3 separate regions of the Mus musculus genome follow, and regions 1 and 3 are each linked to region 2. Evidence: chromatin contacts called from public Hi-C data. All regions are on one chromosome and are shown on one strand. Each heading gives the region's core, a stretch centred on a gene start, on an enhancer-like site or on the middle of the called end of the contact. The rest is flanking DNA. Distances are from core to core; before and after follow the strand shown.

Evidence for each region. Hi-C and Micro-C count contacts between places; a contact is called where the count stands out from the background.
Region 1: a Hi-C map of uterus shows a contact between it and region 2, with 1.8 times the contacts expected there. The contact joins two enhancer-like sites. A contact is called at or near these places in 1 of 15 datasets of contacts at CTCF or cohesin (the NIH/3T3 cell line), 2 of 484 Hi-C or Micro-C datasets (nephron progenitors and uterus) and 1 of 115 datasets of contacts at active chromatin or transcription factors (fibro-adipogenic progenitors).
Region 3: a Hi-C map of uterus shows a contact between it and region 2, with 2.1 times the contacts expected there. The contact joins two enhancer-like sites. A contact is called at or near these places in 3 of 484 Hi-C or Micro-C datasets (neural progenitor cells, uterus and ventral hippocampal neurons) and 2 of 115 datasets of contacts at active chromatin or transcription factors (CD8 T cells and microglia).

What each region holds. Positions count from the first base shown.
Region 1 is chr10:13,666,173-13,668,911 of GRCm38.p6, reverse strand. All of the region lies in intron 4 of Aig1 (androgen-induced 1), which reads left to right. Among named protein-coding and RNA genes, the nearest start is that of Pex3, 110 kb to the right of the region's middle. Within about 2 kb of position 1,286, at least 40 of the 459 cell types and tissues checked have an H3K27ac peak or open chromatin away from gene starts, as enhancers often do. A contact at or near this core is called in uterus, where this site is marked.
Region 2 is chr10:13,915,852-13,918,551 of GRCm38.p6, reverse strand. No RefSeq gene overlaps it. Among named protein-coding and RNA genes, the nearest start is that of Gm22995, 29 kb to the right of the region's middle. Within about 2 kb of position 1,406, at least 51 of the 459 cell types and tissues checked have an H3K27ac peak or open chromatin away from gene starts, as enhancers often do. A contact at or near this core is called in neural progenitor cells and uterus, where this site is marked.
Region 3 is chr10:14,047,143-14,050,109 of GRCm38.p6, reverse strand. All of the region lies in intron 1 of Hivep2 (human immunodeficiency virus type I enhancer binding protein 2), which reads right to left. Among named protein-coding and RNA genes, the nearest start is that of Gm51759, 79 kb to the left of the region's middle. Within about 2 kb of position 1,424, at least 107 of the 459 cell types and tissues checked have an H3K27ac peak or open chromatin away from gene starts, as enhancers often do. A contact at or near this core is called in neural progenitor cells and uterus, where this site is marked.

The DNA of each region.
Region 1 (2,739 bases), core at 37-2,536, 250 kb after region 2:
CTATCTCTGTGATAAAACACCATGACATCTTAAAAATAACTTGTAGAAGAAAGGCTTTAGTTTATATGTCTAAGACAAGAACTTAGAGGCAGGAGGTGAAGCAGAAGCTATGGAGGAGTGCTCCCTTTTGGCTTGCTCCCTGTGTCTTACTCAATAGCACCCAAGGGCAACACCACTCCCAATGAGGTGGGCCTTCCCATATCAATCACCAATTGAGAACACAGAGCACAGCCTTACCCACAGGCCAATTCAGTAGGGGCATTTCCTCAGTTGAGATTTCCTCTTAAAAGACTCTAACTTGTATCAAGTTGACATAAAACTAACCAAGACACTACCCAACTATAAGGTTAATTATTTTCTTCTTCTTCCTCCTCCTCCTCCTCCTCCTCCTCCTTCTCTTCTTTTCCCATCAGTTTTACTTTGTGATGCCCAGCTGTCCTAGGAATTGGGCTTACCCAATTCTTAGTAGGGTGTGTGATCACCCTACTAAGAGTCATATCACTAAAGAACACAATGTGTGTTTGCACAGCAACTGTCAAATGCCCAGAGTTCCTCAGCTCTGGGAATGCAGTATACTCTTTAAAAAATAAATATATGACAAAGGCTTGAAGCAAAAGCTGAAAGAATTAGATGTGACTTGGCTTGAGGGGCAGGGCCAGGTGTGATGAGGCAGCTAAGGGCTGCAATTCTTGAGGCAGGGTGTTGTGACTTCTTTAAACATAAAGCTTTTAGAGCTTTTGAACATTTAATTCAGAGTAACAAACAAACATTAAACTTTAGAAAGAACACATATCAATGTTCTAAGGCTGTCCTGAGCAGTGGTTCGAGTGTAGTGTGTCACTTCAGGGCCGTGTAGCTCTGAGTCTGGGACCGTCAGTTCTGGTCATGGGCCACATCTACACCATGAACTGCTGTGTTCCCATCTCTGACACCACTTAGGCCTGGTCCATGTATGTTGAGTGGAAAATGAATAAACAGAAGCAAAACTGTGATAATAGCAGAGATGTTTTCACACAGGGCACTACTTAAATCAGGAGCTCCAGAAGTGGCCAGAGAGATGTGGGATGGGACAGACAGTCGGGAAGACAATGAGGAATTGTTAGTTGTCCCAATGAAAAGCATTGCATGCCTTGGAGGGCCAGAATAGTAAGTGAAGTCACTTTCTGCAAAAGTGTGGAAAACTATGATATCTGCTGTGGAATTCAGGCAGTTCCTCCTCGCCTCCCAGTTTGAATGTGTGGCTTTCTCTCAGCAGCCAACTCCGATGATCACATGGATCGTAATGGTCCCTTGCTGAGTCCCCGCCTCCCTCCTGAAAGAACACATGTTCCCTCCGGTGTTCAATGTGTCAGCTTGATGTTTGGCACCTGTGTGCTTTGAGAAGTTCCAAGTGATTAAAGTTAAGGAAAACCAGCCATGAGTTTTATTGAGGGAAATTCAGATTGAATTCTCTCCAGGAAAACATCACCATAAAATCAGGTAGGTTGGAGAGAGTAGTTCTCAGTGGAAACGAATCACTTGCAACTGGTTTAGGCATGTGTCGGGAGATGTGCTAAAGGAAAACTCTCTGAAGTTGATTATTGGCCTGCCTTCGTGGATAAATCACTCAGAGATTTGTGATTTAGAACCAGGAAGAAAACACATTCCCTCATGACCTCATGACGGAATTCATTCCGAAAGGCTTGCACAATTTGCCTGTTCCCTAGGGATGGGTGGAGGGACTTGTAACCTTGAAAATATTCTTGTATGGAGTACAGGAAAATGTTATATACTTCCACATGAAGAGTAACACTGGAAAAGCTTTTGTTGCTGCTTATTTGATTTGCTCAGATATTTAAAAAAAAAAAACTTTAATGTCAGCTGATGATGCTAATAGCTAATTATCTGCCAGTTACATCACTAATTATGTACTTAGTCCTCTATCTCTGCTGTGTTCTCTGTTCTTGCTGTCAACTTCTACCTCATTCACATAGTTTAGATCATATTTTCAGCCAGTGTTGAAACTACCCTACTAACCTGGAAACGGGATCAAAAACATTCCCTAATGTTCAAGGTGATTCAAGAATAGATGAATGAACTAGAAGTTTTCCCAAAGTATTAAAGACTTAGCTACATACACAGGGCTATGTAACTTGTGAGACCCAAATGAAAGATATTAGGAGGGCCCTTTGTTAAAATAAATGATTAACAATTAAAAAATGGTGACTGTGGATCATTAATTCAAGTCTAGGACCCTTCAGAGCCCTGAGTACAGTGTGACACGTGGCACACACACCCAGAAAGCCTACTCGGGATCTGTGGGACTAGCTTCACTGAAAATAACTAAGAAATCTCTAGTGAATAATAAATTATGACTATGTCTTAAGATATGACCACCTAATGTATAACATTACATTAGGCTTCAGCAGTTCTATTTGTAAGCTAAATTGTATTTCAACATAACTCTGCATGGTGTTTGCAAACAGATGCATTTTCTAGCACTGCTAATACCTAGAATTAGAAAACGTTTGAGCCCATTTTCCATGTAAGCAAGAATCTTTTCAGAATCTGAGTCTCTGCTACCTATTCAATAGCAAGTCTAGGCAAACTCACCACATCACGATCTCATAACTACACCTACGTACCCACTATTGTTTACCCCACAAGTGGAGACTCATGGGCTAAACAAATGACTGAGTCCATGAACAACCACCACCACAACAAAAAAGAAACTTCCAGCAATAAATCAGGTCCTTGTGG
Region 2 (2,700 bases), core at 157-2,656:
TAGAAGCAATGAAGAAAAACGCATTTGCTGCCTCTCTGCTTACCCTGGGGATAAAATCCCTACTGCAAGGACTATAATAATTTTAAAAATGGAAAACAAGAGTGAGCCACACATCTGTGTACTTTGCTCATGGAATTATAAGCTGATGAGGCTACCGTGGAACCGGTTTGCCATATCTTATAAATATGTGATCATCATGTGATCTTGCAGTTAGTCTGGTAGGTATACACCCAAAAGAACTGAAAACATGTCCGCACAGGAAAAAAAATGTATGCTTGTGTTCTCAGTGGTTCTGTATGACGACTGGCGATCCTTGGCCTTCCCTGGCTTGTGGCCGAATCACTCTAGTCTTGTTTCTGTTTCTATCACCCTGTCTTCTGTACCATCTCTTCTCTCACATACTATTTGGTATAGGCCCAGTGGAATCAAGGATTCTCTCCCTTGACATTGCTAATCTATCCTGAAGACCCTTTTTCTGAATAGCTGCCCTCGGGTCTCCAGTGGATATGTACCATCCCCTGGGCTCTAGATTCACACTCACACATCTCAGTGGTTATGTCTGAGAGCTATGATAGTTGTTTCACATGGTTTATTATATTTTCAAATGATCAGTGCATATTCTTTTCCCCAGAGCAAAGAGTAGATACATTTTTACTAAATAGATTACTCAGGGGTTTAAAAAAAAAAAGGACATTTTTCAAGCACTATTAGGAAAATGTCATTTGGTAGAGTCTTTGCTGGTTATTTGACAACTTAATCATGAAGATATTTTTACTCTTGCACAAATATGCATATCCAGTGGCACCTATTGTAGTATTGTTTGTGAGGGCAAAAAATGTGAAAAATGATTATTTCTGAGATCTGTTTGCCCCTCTACAGTTTCCTTGTGGACCTAATGAAAAGTAGACATAGACCTGTGTTCTGTAACCTCTGAAAAGAAGGAAGGATCCAGGTTGTCGCAGATCGGTAGTGACTAGAAATCAAAATACGTTCATTGCACGATAAATGCAACAAGCTAAAAAACGGTCGTTGTAATGTGATGTCTTTTAAAATTAATGTTTTTATATACACAAGGAAAAATCCCAAAGCAAAAGATGTAAGCAGTAATTAATTTTGAGCGATGGAATTGTAGAATTGTCTTTTCTTGCTTTTTGCATCTTTACACTGTAGGAACATTTTACAACGAACATCTATTATTTCTATTATAAAGGGGAAAACAATGAAGTTTTTTTTTAAGAACGGAAAAAAAAAGAGAGAGAAAGAATGAAAAATCCCATAGAGAGTGGCATTGTTCCAGGCTGGGTCTCGGGCCAAGATTCCGACTCTGCCGCACAGCAGTGGACAGGACCTCCCTCCGCTGGAGCCTGTGAATAGCTTGATTGACATTCTCTACCCAGACCGGGCTTTCATGCATCTGGCACGGCTCAGCTGGGAACCCCCTTGAAATTTCCAGGCAGGGGCCTCTTGGCTGTGTGTGTGGTACTGACCATCTCTTCGTTTTCTGTTCAGTCACAGAGCCAAGAATGTTCCTGCTATGGAACCAAACTCTGCTCCTCTCGTTACTTCCTTCTTGTTTGGCCTTCAGGAGGCTACTTAGCCTCTGCAGGCTGCCCAACTCAGGCCCAGTTTCTGAAATGGAGTTCAGAAGCACATTACATCCCTTCAGCAACACTGAAGCATCTTGGGTCCCAATAAATGTCAAACAAAACCCCCATCACACCTACCACATCTTATCCCACTCTGTCCACATTCCCTGCTGACAGGCGATGGCGACATGGCTCTCAATGAGTACTTTGTCATCCCTTTTCCAACATATAAGCAATCAAACAGAAGATTGTTGTTGTTGTTGTTATCAAGATAACAAAACTGCTGAGTTTGATTTCTTACTAATCCCGTCTCCAGGAGTGCAGCGGTTCCAAAGCTTGCCAGAAAGGTCCAGACAGAATAAATCAAACCACCAGCAACAACAACCTGTTTTGCAGCCCGTCTAACTTGTCAATGTTCCAGAGCTGATTTGTATCCATTAAAAAAAGTGTTCATATTATGTGAGGGCAGAAGAGGTGCCCACCCTACTGCCAAACCTTCCCATTCAAGACTGCTCTTTATTTTATTTGAATTTGATCACATTTTTCATGAAAACTATCATCCTGATCATGGTACCTCTGAGGCTAGTTTCAATCCTGGATTTCTCCAAGCTGAGCATGTCCACCATCCACCCTTGTCATTGTTAGAGGTTGATGTTGACTTAGCTAATAAATAGAGCCCCTCCCCCCCTATCGACTACCTTCTCTAGAATACTAATCCTTTGCATTTACATCAGGAAACTCATTGGTGACCTGCTAGAAACCATTTCCCTCTATTTCTTTTAGAGTTTTTGTTTTGTTTTGTTTGTTTTTGTTTGTTTTGGTTTTAGTGCATTATATTGATTTTTTAAAATGATGTCTAGATAGATTGTAGTAGCTGTCTCTTTCATTTCAGGACTATACAAGAAGTATTATCTGGCAGTGGTGGTTCATACCTTTAATCCCAGCACAGGAGGTTGAGGAAGGGGAATCTCTGAGTCCAAGGTCAGCTTGGTCCACAAAGTTCCAGAGCTACACAGTGAAACCCTGTTTTGTATCTGTCCTCCCCCACCCCCGACAAAAGCATTATAAATTATTTATGATTAAGTAGAAGGCACGACAGTCTGAGAAACAGCCT
Region 3 (2,967 bases), core at 175-2,674, 130 kb before region 2:
ACAGATCTCCGAACTACTGAAAACCAACTGTGACTGGTTGGTCCCATAACAAAGGACACACAGTGTCTGGATATTATTTAATGGCATGCTCTCTGAAATTCAAGACCGGAAGCCCCCAGAATAGGAAGTGTCCACCAGGCTAATATTTCATTTCTAACACTATCCAATGTCTCGGGGCAGCCTGAACCCAACTTTAAAATCATCAGTAAGGTGTTCTAGAAACTTTCCAAAGGAAGTAACTGGCTCAGCACTCTCACAGTCTCGCTTTGTCAACTGTGCCTGTCTACAGTGTCCATCTTGACAACTTTAGAGGGAAGGGAGAATGCACACAGGATAACGGGAACTCAGACCGTCTAGGGTCCAGGAGGAGGGGTCTCCTGGTGTGACACACTGGAGATTCCCATTTTCATCATTTGACGTACAAACAAGGACTTGGGGGTTTTGTGCTTCTCTTGTAACTAACCTTTTCTTAGTTTCATCACAAATTTGTACAGCATAGGTGGTCTGCTTTCTTTCTCTTTAAAGCTGAACTTGTCTGGTTATTTCTTACAGTCATTGGTCGTTGGGATCTCTATTCACAGTGACTATTCTTTTCTTCTCTTGGCAGACTGTGCATTTGGTAAAGATTGTGCTCCATGGCATGTCCAAATGGGATCGGAGGAAATATTTGCACGCTTCCTCTATTCCTTAGAAGAGGAGCAAGCCACAGCTGTTTCAATCTGTCAGCTCTCTAAGCCTGGGATGAAGGGGAAGGCTCTGCCCCACAGAAGCAGGAACTCTGACCTCGCTACCAAGAGCATCTCCCTGTAGCATTATGGAAAGCCTCACTTGTAATGGGTACCAGCTGGTCTATGCCACCTGCTCGCCTGTCTCTCATCTCCTCATCTTATTTAAAAAGAGTCACATTCCCCAAGTTCACTTTTATATCTAGCATTGGAAATCTGGACTGTTTCCCCTCTAGACGAATGTCACAAATGGTAACTGGCACTCGAAGCTACCCCTCCTAACGCTTACATAACCGGATTTAGAATTAGCCTAAGGCAATGTAATAAGAGTACCACAGAAACTGCCAACCGCGGATGGCACAGTTTCTTGCCAGATCGCCAAACTGAGGACTTGAGTCAATAGTGTATAAAACAGTCTTCCCCAACATAGGCCACAAAAGACCAGGAAGAACTATCAAATAAGCAAACATGTAAGAATAGCAAGACGCATTGTCTGGAGGCGTACACAGTGACCTGGCACTGCACTGACAGGGACACTCTCAATGGCTCCCGTCTTTGTCAGAGGCAGCAAGGTTGGTCCAGTTACTGGCAGCCACAGGGGGAAGAAAATTGAAAAGAAGAGACAGAAGAATTAAGTGAGTCAGAAGCATGGGCAGTCCTTGAGAAGGAAGTCCCAGCCTTTGGGAGAGGGGGAGAGGGAATTCCTGCCACAAGCCAGCAGGGGAAGTCCCCTGATAGGGATTGCTACTCACACAGTCACAGACTAGGAACTGGAATACTCACTATTTAGAAACTTAACTCTCCCCACCCTTGCGTTCCTACTTGGATCTTAAGTTCAGGCTTTGTGCTGCTGATAAACGTCTGGTTGGGGCTGGCAGATGCACAGGCTTCAGATTTCTTGATAGCCTATGGAGGCTTACAAGTGCAGACATTTTGCCTCCCAGGGGACATTGAGCAAGGGGCTCCTTCTGACTGTTAAGATTGGCAGGAGAGTAGGGTTGGGCTACTGTCATCCACTGGGTGGAGGACAGGGATGTTGGGAAATATTTTGCAATGCACAAGACAATCTCCCTACTGCAAGGAGTATCAACTCCACCATAAAGATATCACGCTTAGCAAAAAAAAAGGCCAGCCAAAACCAACGTACTGTTCAGACTCATCAAAGCGTGATACCTGATCTTTAATTAAGGATATGAAATTAAGGAGGCTGGCAGAGTACTCATCAATGTGGTGTCACCTGGATAAAAGTGAAGTTTTCTCTGGCAGGAACTCGGCATTCCTATGTACAGAGAAAGCACACCACAGCTGCTTCTTAAGTGTGTCCATAGACAACAACTGTGTTCCTCAGCCAGCTTCAAATGACAACCAGGAGCAGGAAGCAAACTCCAGACGGGCTGGATTACAGCCAGTCAGTATTAAAGCAATTAATTCTCCCCAGCAAAGGTCTTCCTGGGCCACTCTGCCACAAATGGCTACCTGACCCAGGCAGAGAATGTCAGCTCTCCCTGACCCCCTGTCTCTAGCTGAGAGTAGGTCACCTCCAACTTCCTTCACCAAGTCTCATCCAGCAGGAGGGGGCCTGCTTCCTTCTCACAGATAAGGAGGCAAGGATATGGATCCCAAGAAAGAAAATGAAAGTGAGCCGGGAACCAGGCTCCTACCATCTGCAAGGCAAGACTGCAGAGCCAGCCATCCCCTCCACCCTGACAGACAATGAATTATCCCACCCCCTCCACCCCTGCCAGAGAGTGAGCTATTCCACCCACCCCTGCACCCCTGCCAGACAATGGGCTATACCACCCACCCCCTTGACACCTCCACTCCTGCCATTGAATTATCCCACTCTCTCCACCCCTCATAACCCCTCCACTCCTGCCAGGCAGAGGGCTATCCCATCTACCCCCTCCACCTCTACCAGGCAGTGAGCTAACCCACTCACCCCCTCCACCTCTGCCAGACTGTGAATTATCCCTCTACACCTGCTCAATAAAGTCTCACACTTGAGAGAAAGGGTAACAGCAAGATAAGTTTGTGGTCAAATGATACAAAACTTTTGTGTTTACTGATCCTTTGGTGGGGAGCCCAGTATTGGGAATGACAGATGGGGACACTTTGCTCACACTATGCTAAGAAAAACAAAAGACATTTTCCTAAGAGTTCTCCTGAGTACTTTTTTTCTTTAAAAGAAATGTCTTTAATTTTAATTATGTATGTGCATGGCTGAGTGTGCAGATATGAGTGA